Regions from separate parts of the Mus musculus genome. Here all the other regions are linked to region 3. A link is a contact called in public promoter capture Hi-C data. All regions are on one chromosome and are shown on one strand. Each heading gives the region's core, a stretch centred on a gene start, on an enhancer-like site or on the middle of the called end of the contact. The rest is flanking DNA. Distances are from core to core; before and after follow the strand shown. Region 1 holds the start of Psme2 (proteasome (prosome, macropain) activator subunit 2 (PA28 beta)). Region 2 holds the start of Cma1 (chymase 1, mast cell). Region 3 holds the start of Adcy4 (adenylate cyclase 4).

Evidence for each region. Capture Hi-C pulls out chosen DNA fragments and counts their contacts.
Region 1: a contact with region 3 is called in a promoter capture Hi-C map of liver. The contact joins the promoter of Psme2 here to the promoter of Adcy4 in region 3. A contact is called at or near these places in 7 of 39 promoter capture datasets (the C10 cell line, embryonic stem cells, hematopoietic stem and progenitor cells and 3 more), 2 of 115 datasets of contacts at active chromatin or transcription factors (bone marrow-derived macrophages and epiblast stem cells) and 3 of 9 other capture datasets (adipose tissue, liver and macrophages).
Region 2: a promoter capture Hi-C map of pancreatic islet shows a contact between it and region 3. The contact joins the promoter of Cma1 here to the promoter of Adcy4 in region 3. A contact is called at or near these places in 15 of 39 promoter capture datasets (the 3T3-L1 cell line, the HPC-7 cell line, the SN4741 cell line and 10 more), 1 of 115 datasets of contacts at active chromatin or transcription factors (embryonic stem cells) and 3 of 9 other capture datasets (adipose tissue, liver and pancreatic islet).

The regions. Positions count from the first base shown.
Region 1 is chr14:55,589,247-55,592,903 of GRCm38.p6, forward strand. Psme2 (proteasome (prosome, macropain) activator subunit 2 (PA28 beta)) reads right to left here and starts at 1,775. Exons shown (of 11, transcript NM_011190.3): 1 at 1,596-1,775; 2 at 1,249-1,281; 3 at 787-849; 4 at 373-459; 5 at 235-265; 6 at 55-152. The coding sequence starts at 1,643. Rnf31 (ring finger protein 31) reads left to right here and starts at 2,496. Exons shown (of 21, transcript NM_194346.3): 1 at 2,496-2,826; 2 at 2,923-3,069; 3 at 3,215-3,370; 4 at 3,587-3,646. The coding sequence starts at 2,638.
Region 2 is chr14:55,943,043-55,946,395 of GRCm38.p6, forward strand. Cma1 (chymase 1, mast cell) reads right to left here and starts at 1,633. Exons shown (of 5, transcript NM_010780.3): 1 at 1,433-1,633; 2 at 657-807. The coding sequence starts at 1,490.
Region 3 is chr14:55,781,710-55,785,434 of GRCm38.p6, forward strand. Adcy4 (adenylate cyclase 4) reads right to left here and starts at 2,363. Exons shown (of 26, transcript NM_001361604.1): 1 at 2,183-2,363; 2 at 1,811-2,001; 3 at 126-323; 4 at 1-32. The coding sequence starts at 1,969. Ripk3 (receptor-interacting serine-threonine kinase 3) reads right to left here. Exons shown (of 10, transcript NM_019955.2): 10 at 3,286-3,642. The coding sequence ends at 3,488. It overlaps Gm32092 (a long non-coding RNA gene), which reads left to right and starts at 2,370. Exons shown (of 5, transcript XR_874644.2): 1 at 2,370-2,541.

The sequences.
Region 1 (3,657 bases), core at 525-3,024, 190 kb before region 3:
GGACCACAGCTGTGCTGTGCTTTTCTTCCCACCTCCCCCAGGGCCCAGGCTCACCAGAATGCACTTCTCTTTGAGAGTCCAGACTTCTGGCTTAACCAAAGCGAGCAAGGCCAGAAGCTTCTCGTTCCCCGGGAGGTAGCCACACTTAGGGACTAAGAGAAAGATGAGAGTGGGGCCTTTATGTCACCCACATCCCTGCACCAGCCTCCCCCCTCCTCACCAGGTCTCCATTACCTTCCTTCTTCTCCTGCTTGTCTGTTTCCATCTAAGGCAAAATAAGGAAAGCAGCTTTAGAACAGTCTTGGAGGCTGCCACACTGTGGTGGTGTTGCCACTGGCTTAGAGTTCAGGCTCTGCACACTGAATGCCTTACCTCGTCATCCTTGGGTGGAGGATCTGGGATAGGGATGTCCAGAGGAGCCCGGAGGGAGGAGAGGTCGGCCACATTGAGGGAATCCTCCTGTAGAATTTATTCTCAGACACTACCCAGCCTCCTCCCTTCACCAGACACAGCCTTCCATCTCTCTTCCTCCCAACCCAGGCTCAAGCCTTTTTTTTTTTTTGAGACAGGGTTTCTCTGTATAGCCCTGGCTGTCCTGGAACTCACTTTGTAGACCAGGCTGGCCTCGAACTCAGAAATCCGCCTGCCTCTGCCTCCCGAGTGCTGGGATTAAACGTGTGTGCCACCACACCCGGCCAGGCTCACTCAGCTCCCAGCATGCTGATGCCCGTCAGATGGGTGATGAGAGGTGTCAGGAGATGGAGCAGAGGGGTCTATACTACTCACCTGCAAGAGCTGACTCAGGGATATGATTTTCCGTGGCAAGAAAGTGCAGAGGAAGTCATCAGCCTGCAAGTTACATTACAAAAATAATCATGCAAGAGGTTTGTTGATACGTATCAGAAGTTGGCCCATGGAAATCACTGAGCTCAAGACTCTCGTATGAGGAAACCCTAGCCCTGGAAATAAAGGGACTTGCCCAATCTCATGAAGGGCAGAAGTAGGGCTATGGGGTTTTCCCTTTGGGCGACATCTTTACCTTTCCATTCAAGGGGAGTGGCAAAAGCAGTTAAGAGTTCTAAGATTGATCAGATTACAAGTAGAAACAAATCATTGCAGTTCACCTTGAGTAAGCATGAAGGTTCGGAGACACCAAAATTAAGGTGAACTGGTGGGTTACTCAGAGCTTGTGGCCCTAGAGTTCTGCACTAAGACTCTGGGTTACATCGACTGAATTCAGAGACTTACCTCCTGGAAAAGATTTTGTCTGAAGACATCCACCTGCACAGACAGAAGTAGCCGGATGCTGGTTAGGGTTTAGTTTGTATAGAATAAGGGCCCACTCCCAACCTAGGTGCCTTCCAACTCTAGCCCAAACCTGTCCCACAAAGCTAGTTTCCCCCTGGAGGAGCCTGCTCAGTGCACAGATTGGCTCGAGGACACGGCACTGGCAATCCCTGAGCAGAAGTGAAAGAAAGCCCTAAAGAAAGAGAGGCCGGTGGAGTTCGCTCGCAAGGCCCCATTGGTGCCCAGGAGCACCGAGCTTTATCTCCGTTAGGACTTCTCACTCCTTCCTGGCTTCGGTTCCCATTTACCTGTTTTCGGGCTTCTCCACTCAAGCGGACCCCACAAGGCTTGGCCATGCTTCCCCCCACTTGGCAGCTCTCGAGCCTGGGCTAGCAGCCCCAGCTTTCGCTTTCACTCTCCAGGCCCAGACCCACCCCCCTCAGCCACGCCCCCTCCCTTTTTTCTCCTCCTCCTGGCCGGCCACCAACCGTGAGTAGTACCCCCTCAGCCATTCCCAGCTAGTTGCCACTAGGAAGGGCGGTGTTGGCTTCATCATCAGGGGCTGTCCAAGGGAGGAGCTAGGAAAGCGTGGGACGGCGGAGACTCAAATAGAGGCGGCCTCTCGAGAAGGGCGGAGCTTATAGTATGGACCGTCCAGGGGAAGTACTGGACTGAGAGAGGGTGGGACAATAGGAAAGGGGGTACCCAGAGGTGGGGTTCCATGACGCTAGACTGAGGAGGGGACCAAGTAGGATCCGAGAGAGTAGGAAGGATAAGAAGGAGGAAAGCCTGGCAAGATGGAAGGGAGCAGGACGAGCGGGACTGCCTTCCCTTCAGGACAGACTAGAGAAGGGAGGAGCCCGCCTGAGCCGGGCTAAGGGCAGCCAGAGCCGGTCCCCGATAAGGTGGGACTTCCCCGCCGGGGAATGGAACAGAACCAACACTATGGAAATAAAGATAGCAAAGCTCTGGGCAAAATTAACCCCTCGCATGGGAGGTGGGTCCCTCCGGAAGGGGCGGGATAGTTTAAGGGAAGGCGAAGAAGAGAGCCTGATTCGGAAGGAAAAGGTTCCGTAGCATTATGGGAGGAGCCCGGGCCGCGGCTTCTTCATTGGCGGCGACCTGGCCACCCTTCCTGATCTCAGCTTTACCGTCACTCCGAACCCTCCTTTTCCTCTAAAGTGGCCCACAGTCCCGCCCTCTCTGCCAGGACTTCCTGTTCCCGGTAACCCTGGCCGTGGATGGGGCTGAGCGGGGCGGTGGCTTAAGTGACCCGGGCTGCTGTGGCGCCGCGCGCACCTGCGCCAGCCCCTGGAGGGCAGAGAAGCTGAGCCTGTCTCCAGTCTCAGGATGCCGGGAGACGAGGAGCGAGGCTTCCTGGCGGCCCGCGAGGAGCTGGCGAGCGCCCTGAGGTGGGATTCTGCGCAGGTTTTTCCCCTGGAGCAGCTCATGCCGCTTCTGGCCACCTCTCTGCCACCAGCCGCCCGCTACCTGCAGCTGGACGCCGGACGCTTGGTCCGCTGCAACGCTCATGGGGAGGTGAGGTCAAGCCCGCCCGGCGCTCCATGGAAGGGGACCTAGGCTCAGAGGCCAGGTGGGCTAGGCTCACGACTCTGCTTTTCTGAATGCTCCCAGCCTCGAAACTACCTCAACACCCTATCCACGGCCCTGAACATCCTGGAAAAATATGGTCGCAACCTCCTCAGCCCGCAGCGGCCCCGGTATTGGCGCTCAGTGAAGTTTAATAACCCCGTCTTTCGCAGCACGGTGGATGCTGTGCAGGTGAAACTCTTGGACCTTATCGGAGAAGGGGACTAGACCTGTGCTTAGGGTTGACCAGAAAGGCTTGAGGGTGTGCTGAGTGGGGGACCAGCTCTATTGCCTAGGAGGTCTGTTAGATGGTGACCGGGTCCTGAATGTGTGCCAGGGTGGCCGGGATGTACTACGGTTGTATGGCTATACTGAGGAGCGCCCAGATGGATTGAGTTTCCCCGAAGGGCAGGAGGAACCAGATGAATACCAGGTTGCTGTTGTCACACTAGAAGTACTGCTGCTTCGCACCGAGCTCAGTTTGCTGTTGCAGGTGAGATGACCTTCTGATTCTAAGGATTTTAAGTACTTGACTGGGAGCCCCAAGGCACGTTGAGACACCCCCACCCCCGTGCAGGGAAATTCTGTTGCTGCAGCAGCCAGCCTGGAAGCTTCTGTTACACTTTCTCCCTCTGGAATGTTAGGAGATCAGGGCTTACAGGGAGAACGTTGTTCAAGGTGGGAATTCTTTTCATCATCTTGTTTGCAGAATACTCATCCCAGACAGAATGCACTGGACCAGCTGCTAAGAGAGAGCGTTGAAGATGGTGTAAGGAAGGC
Region 2 (3,353 bases), core at 383-2,882, 160 kb after region 3:
GTCAGGGGCCTCTTCCAATCCCCACTTTCTGGGCTCCTTGTGGTGTTGACAGGCTCAGTGTTTAATCGGGAGAGCAATGTGGAAATACCTGCACTTGGGCCTGAGTCAGGAGAGAAAAGGCTTGGAGAAAGGGTATTTTCTGGAGCAGACACACTTCCCAGAGCTGGCTCCCCAGGAATTGCTGGGGAATGAGCAAGAAATGGAGGCCCTGGGGGTAGGGTTAATCCTCCCCAATTTGGAGAATTTGAAGGGGGTCCATTTTCTACAACAAAAACTAGTCAGGAGTTCAGGAAATAGAAAGGGTCCTGTGGGCTTGTTCCTCCTTCCTTAAAAATGTTGGGCTGTGGACCTTGGAACTGATGGCCGGTGTTCTTGAAAATAGCAAGGAGAGACCCCCAGAAAACTACTGGGTAGATCCCGACAAGTGAGCTGTGGGCATCTTCCAGGTTTAAGGGGACATGGAGGGGCCATATTGGAGAATCCTCTCTCTCCTCTGAGGGGAGCTGCATTTATAGTGATTGAGGCTCATGGCATCTATTTAATGACATTTGTCAGTTGACCTAGGCTCAGGATCCCTCTCAGGTCCACTTGCATGTGTCCCAGGTTGCTATCCCGTGGTTTACTTCGTATTAAGGATAAGCAGCGCCTTGTCTCACCTTCCCGCACAGTGAGCTGCAGTCAGCACAAAGTTTCTTCTTATCAGGAAGCCACTGCAGGCCGACAGGTAGTTCTCAGAAGTGACAATTTCCAGATAGGCCATGTAGGGGCGGGAGTGTGGTATGCACTCCGTGCCTCCAATGATCTCTCCTAGAACACAGAACCCCACGACCTGAGATAGGCATGGGTGCTCTCTTTCTCGTACACAGTCGGGGAAAGGTTGAGAGCGGCTTCCCTTGGCTTCTTGCCCTAAACTCTGCCATACTTCTCTCAGGCATCTCTGTCAGCTCCTCTCACCCACAGCCCGCCCTCTGCCACAAAGTCACTTCTTTCTCAAGGATCCAATCCTGCCTTAGACTTAGGCAGTCTCCTACTTCTGATATTTTACACTCTGCTGTGTCCCTAGCCCATCTTCCTTCCTGCAGCACATGCTGTCCAGGTTCCTCTTGCCCTGCCCTGCTCAGAGGCACAGAACAGCAACATCACAAGGTGATCTTCTGTCTTGGGACTCAAAGATGAAGAGAATGTGCCTGGTATCCTGGATCTGTCTTTCTCCCAATGACTTTAGGATTCTCTGTCAGTCAGCACAAGCACCTGTGTTCCTAGAAACCATGCCAGCCTTAAAGGATGGGCAGGACATCCCACAAGAAGACTTCACTCTGAAGGTCTTGAGAAGGGCTATGAGTCCCATTTGAGAGTCCCAAATGACACACTAAGCTTTGTTCTTTTAGGAGCTGACCCTGCAGATTGGAGAGGGAGCGACCCCAGCACTCACCAGCTTTGGTGCTGGAACCCAGGAGAAGGAGCAGCAGATGAAGAGTAAGAAGATGCATCCTCTCAGAGGGCCTCCTCAGGGCTGCTGCAGGCTTCATATTTGGGCCTTAGGCTTATTACTCCCAGCGGGCAGGGGAGTGGCAGAGCTGTTATCACAGGAACTGTGTGGTCAAGGCGTCTTCTTTAAGTTGTCTTCATAACTGGACACTCCCCGGGAATACCACTGTTTTACTAGAGGTGAAACTGAAGCCTGGACTCTTGGATCCCAGATACTCAGATAGGTCCTCAACTGTGCCTCTGTGTGGGTTAGGAGTGTCAGGACGGAATATGAAGGGATCTTACCTTCCTAGTTAGGGCAACTTGTTATAGATCCCTAGAATCTTGGGTAGAGGATAATCTTTGCAGTGAGACTCCAGGAGCACAGAGGCTGTGATTATTATAGCCCTCACCAGGAAATGTGTTTTGGAAAAAGACTCTAAGGACATATACATGTATAGACATGTACAGGGGTTGAGTTAGGAAATGGATATGATCATATTTTGATGTATGGAAAATTTAAAAAGTAAAGAAAGAAATACAATATACACAGTTAGTTTTTATGCTATTTCATTCCATGTTATTTCACTATTTATTAAAACTTGAACAGCATTCTCCTTAAATAAGGGTTACCTAAAATCTGACATTAGCTTGCATTTCTTTTTCTTGGAACCTGTGGTTATTGCCTGAAGAAGAGACAGAGAGAAAAAACAACAAACACTAAAGGAGGAAGCCAAGTCTAGGATAGGACCTCAGGGACTTCAACCTGAAAGAGAAGAGATGGCATGACCATTTCCTCAGACTGTGTATGCAATTTAGTGTCATTCCGTTAGGAACATTGTTACTTTCATAGCAACCTCATCAAATACTTATTACTGTTTCAATTTGTTGACCTGACCTTTAGCTCTTACGGTTTAGAATTAGATCTTTCTGATTTCAAATTAAGGGTCCTTTCTGCTTAACCATCCTAGAGAAATATTCTTGGTAAGTGTGAGAGGAAGTTAGGGTTATGGGTATGAGGTAGGCAGTTTTCTCCAGAAGCCTGGATGGTTCTAAACTATGTCACTGTCTGAGAGTTAGCACCTTTTCTTTTGTTGTTAAAACTACCCTGGGAAATACCACTACTGTCTGTTTACAAATGTAGACTAGAAACTGAGACCATGATCATTCTACCATTAACTGTTAAACACATTTTAAGTATCTTCTCGATGCTTCTCTGGACTCAGAAGGAGTCTAATGAAGAGAAGGCCACACAGTGCAGTGCCATTTCTCTTGGAGACCGACTGGAGGTTTAGTTCCTAGGTGGGAATGTAACTGCAGGTCCTGTGTTTTCCTTTGCTAATGCTGAGAGCTGTCCTCTGACCCTGCATCACTAGCAGGGAAGAGGAGGAGCTGGAGCTGGAGATGTCTTGTCTGGCGGCTCTGCATCGGTGAGAGCAAGCCCCAGAGCCCAAGGCAAGGTTTTCCTCTTGTGTCCTTGAAAACGGAGGGATAGGTCATATAGAACTAGGGAGCTGGCTCCACAACACCATGGCTCAGGTCCACCAGCATTGGCTTATATCTCTTGGCTTGGCTGTAGGTGGGGGAGGAGATAAGGTTCAGTCCCCAGCAGGGCATCAACCTCATAAACACCGATCCCATGATTTTCCTGCATTCTCTTTGTCTGCTACAGTTTCCCAGAATTCTGCTTTCTCTGCTGCCTCCCTTGGCTGCTGTCTATGTTGTGCACTTCAGAGTTCAATTATGGTTTGAAGATCAGGAAGCTGGGATTGTGATTAGTTACAAAGCAATGGGGGTCAGTAGGAGATGCTGCCTTTACTTAAGGCAGTGACTGATGAAACCTGTTGTTTTTGTTGCTCCTTGAAAGGTGTGATAAGAAACCTCAT
Region 3 (3,725 bases), core at 1,113-3,612:
ACGGTGAAGATGATGAAGAGGAAAAAAGACACCTGGAGAAGGGTGTGGGAAGCTGAATGCCCGTGATGTTGCGCCCAGGGTCTAAATTTGAGGTTCACCTTCCCCCAAGCCTTGATTTTCCTCACCTGGTCCCAGGCGCTCACCACACCCCCAGTGAACAGAAATCCATAGCCCAGAGCCAGTAATGCAACCCATATGAGACCAGAAAGAGGTCGTGTCCATCGCTGCAGTTGCTGCTCCCGGGAAGCAAGCCCCAATAGCAGAGAGAAGCCACCCAAAGCACACAGCACAGTTGTCAGGAAGCTTGGGTCTGAGGTCAGCTCCTGCGGAGAAAAGATATCTGAAGCCAGGCTGGGAGGAGATACTTTGAAGTTCTCTCAAGGTGAGAAAGAGCAAGTTAGGTGTCCTTCAAACCAGCTCAGCAAAGTATCTGAAAAGCATGCGCACAAAGGATATAGGGCTGGTGAGATGCTACAGTGGGGAATGGTGGGGGCCACCAAATGTTCTGGCTTAGTTTGCAGAATCCACGTAGTAAAAGATGAGAACTCATACCTTTGAGTTGTCTTTTGACCTACATACACACACACACACACACACACACACACACAGATAAATGAATAATAATATAAAAAACCATACACAAGGAAACAGGGGCCACTGACACGTGTTTTTCACATTAGATCAAGCCAAGAGAAATTTCTAAAACCCTACTGTTTTATCCACAGAGGTCAGCAGTGTCACCTGGCTCCACCTAATATATCTCAGACATTTGCATGGGACGAGGGAGAGCTACCCAGGAGGCCGGGCTACTCTTGGCTATTTGCAAGCCTGTGCTCTTCTACATTGCAGGTGTGTTAGAGTTTGTTTGTTTGTTGTTTGCTTATTTAGTTTGGAGGCAGGGGCTCATGTAGCTTGGGCTGGCCTCCAACTCACTGCAGCTGAGAACTTTGAGCTCCTGGTCCTCCTGTCCCTATCTCTCAAGCCAAGGGACTCTAGACTTGCCCGGCTATCCCCACAGGTAAAGGAGAACGGTGGCATCGCTTGGCTTTCGGAGTGAATGTCATCCAAATGGCTAATTTGCTTGGGAGAAAGAATTCCTTTCTCCTGAAGCCAAACCACTAAACTTGACAAATGTCTACCAGGGCAGCCCAAGTTTCTGCAACCCCTCGCCCCCCCCAGCACTGAGTTCTGAGTGGCTGCCTTTCCTCTAACCTATAAGCCCCAGTACTACCCTACCTCTCGTCCCTCCTCTTTCAGGACTTGGGGTAGACAAGGGTTAGTTCCCAGTCATTTGCCCCACCTTTCCTCCCAGGAGTGAAAGGGAAACCCAGAGTGGAATAGTTCCCCTTTCTTGCCCAGAATAAAAACGAAAAAACAAAAACAAAAACAAAAAAAGATGGAGGAAGGCAAAAACTATCTTTTGGAAGTCTGTGGGCACAGCTAGCAGCCCCACATTCCCAAATCTGGATAGAGAAAAAGTCAGGAAATGACTCTCCCCAGGGACATGAGTAGAGTTTCCTCTCTGGAAAAATGGAAAATCCGGTGTTGGATTTACTCGAGAACCAATAGAACACAGCGAGAAGCATTCGGGACTCACTTACGTCCTAGTATAGACCCAGAGACTAAGCTTAGAGGGTGGAGAGCTCTGTCACATGTAACCAGAGTCACAATTCATGACGAGGTTCAACGCTTCGTTTTTGGTTCCCAGCAAAGACATTATTAACTAAAAGACCTCGCAAATCTCAGATCTTCAAATGTCCCCAGCCCGAGGCAGCCCCTGCCTAGAGCTCCCACATCTAGCCCATCTTACCCTGCCGCTGGCCCAGGCGACGGCGGGCAGTGCCACCAGCGCGCAGAGCACAATGACCAAAAGCAGTATCAGCAGTGGGTACTGTTGGCTCAGGCTGTAGTAAGTTTCGTAGAAGAGATCTTCGCTGGGAGGAGGCCGGGGACTGAAGAGGCGGGCCATGGTCTTCCCCGCCCCAGCCCGGAGCCCCTGCCCTAGGGATCACAGGGCGCTGAGTCAATAACCTGGCCCGGACCACCGCGCTTTCCCATCTCTCCCGAAGCCACTCTCGGGCAAGCCACTAAGCTTTCAGCAGCAATAGGGTTCCCTGCTAAGTGCTCTCTCACAGGGCTCCCAGCTGTGACAGGACTTCTTTATCCTTCCCACAAACCATACCGTGCTAGTGTCCTGGCTGGAGCTGAGAAGAAGGTGCCGCAGACTCACCGCTTTGGGTCAAGCTCCAGAAGTTCTCTCAGCAAAGCTAGGCTCCAGGAGGGAACCTGGGTGGGATGGCTACTACTCACCTTCGCTGCTTTGCTAGTGGCTCAGGGCCTGCCGGGCGACTGGCACTTCCCTCTTGGCGCCAAGGCCCCCTCCCACTTCCCCGCGATACAGCCCAGCCCCTTCCCGTTCTGGAGCCTGACTCCCCTGGCTGCTTCCCATGCTCAGATTGCATTCTCTAATCATCACCTTCTCTCTTTCTTTAACGACGACGACGATGTCGATGAGCAGGTGGGCCGTGGGAGAAACACGAGGTAACGGGGTAAGGGGACGACAAAGGGATGTGACAAGATAAGGATACAACATTTGGAAGTGGGGAGGCCAAGGAAAGCCTGGGAGAAAGCGGGGAGGTGGGGGGGTGTCCTGGTACCAGCTGGGGCCGGGGTGTGGGCGAGGTCAGGAGTGACATTTCCCGTTCACTCTTGGTCCCTCTGATGTGGCCAAGTGTGAACTGTCTGGCCATTTTCAGCTCCTTGAGTTGGTGTTCCTTTTTGTTGGATATAGTTATCAATTCTTGGATACAGAGAATCAAAACAACAAATAAACAAACAAAAAACCCTGCTGCCATGCCTAGGAAAGCAAGGTGCAGGAGGTCTGTGCAGCAGGTGTGTGGTGGTCTAGAAAGCCTGGGGTGCCTTCGAATTTCCTGAGACACCTTCCTTCACCAGGGCCCCAAAACCCAGTGCTCAAAATCAAGGAGAAAAGGGAGAACTTTTCTCCTGTCAGCCTAGGCTTAGGGTGGTATCAGCCCTGAGCTCTGGAGGAAGTACCCTACCCTGAGACTGGAGCATTAGAGAGCAGAGCCCCTGATTCCTTCCTGCCACCAGCTGGACCCTGACCTTATGAGCCAGGAGGTGGCCTATATCTCAATATCTGGTCCCCAGGTCCCCTTTTCCTGTAGCACCAACTCCCCCCACACACACCTCACCCCCCCCCTCCAGGGTAGCCAGCTCCTGGCTGTCCATCCCTGATGCCCTGGATTGACACCTCAGACTCTCTCACAGTTAACATGCTATGTTTATTGACTTTAAGGAGATGGGTCAAGAGTCAGTTTGGGTGTAGGTCCAACTGTCCTCACAGAATGTTGTGAGCTTCAGGAAGTGGCAAGGACTGTCTTAGCCAGTCCAGGTTGCTTAAAACGTGCTTTTTATTGCCACGCTGAATGGCACACTTCAGGCTCTTGCAGTGATTCTCTGAAGTCTACTTGTGGAAGGGCTGCCAGCCCCTACCCCTGCCGAACTGTGCTTGGTCATACTTGGCCGAACTTGAGGCAGTAGTTCTTGGTGGTGCTACCAAGGAGTTGTAGTTCCCAATCTGCACTTCAGAACAGTTGTTGAAGACGAGAGCCGGTGGCCCTTTAAGAGGAAAGGAGGAGGTGATGGTGAGAGGGTTCAGAGGTTAGAAAGATGAAGTTGACAAGCACTTTGGGGAAAGGGGC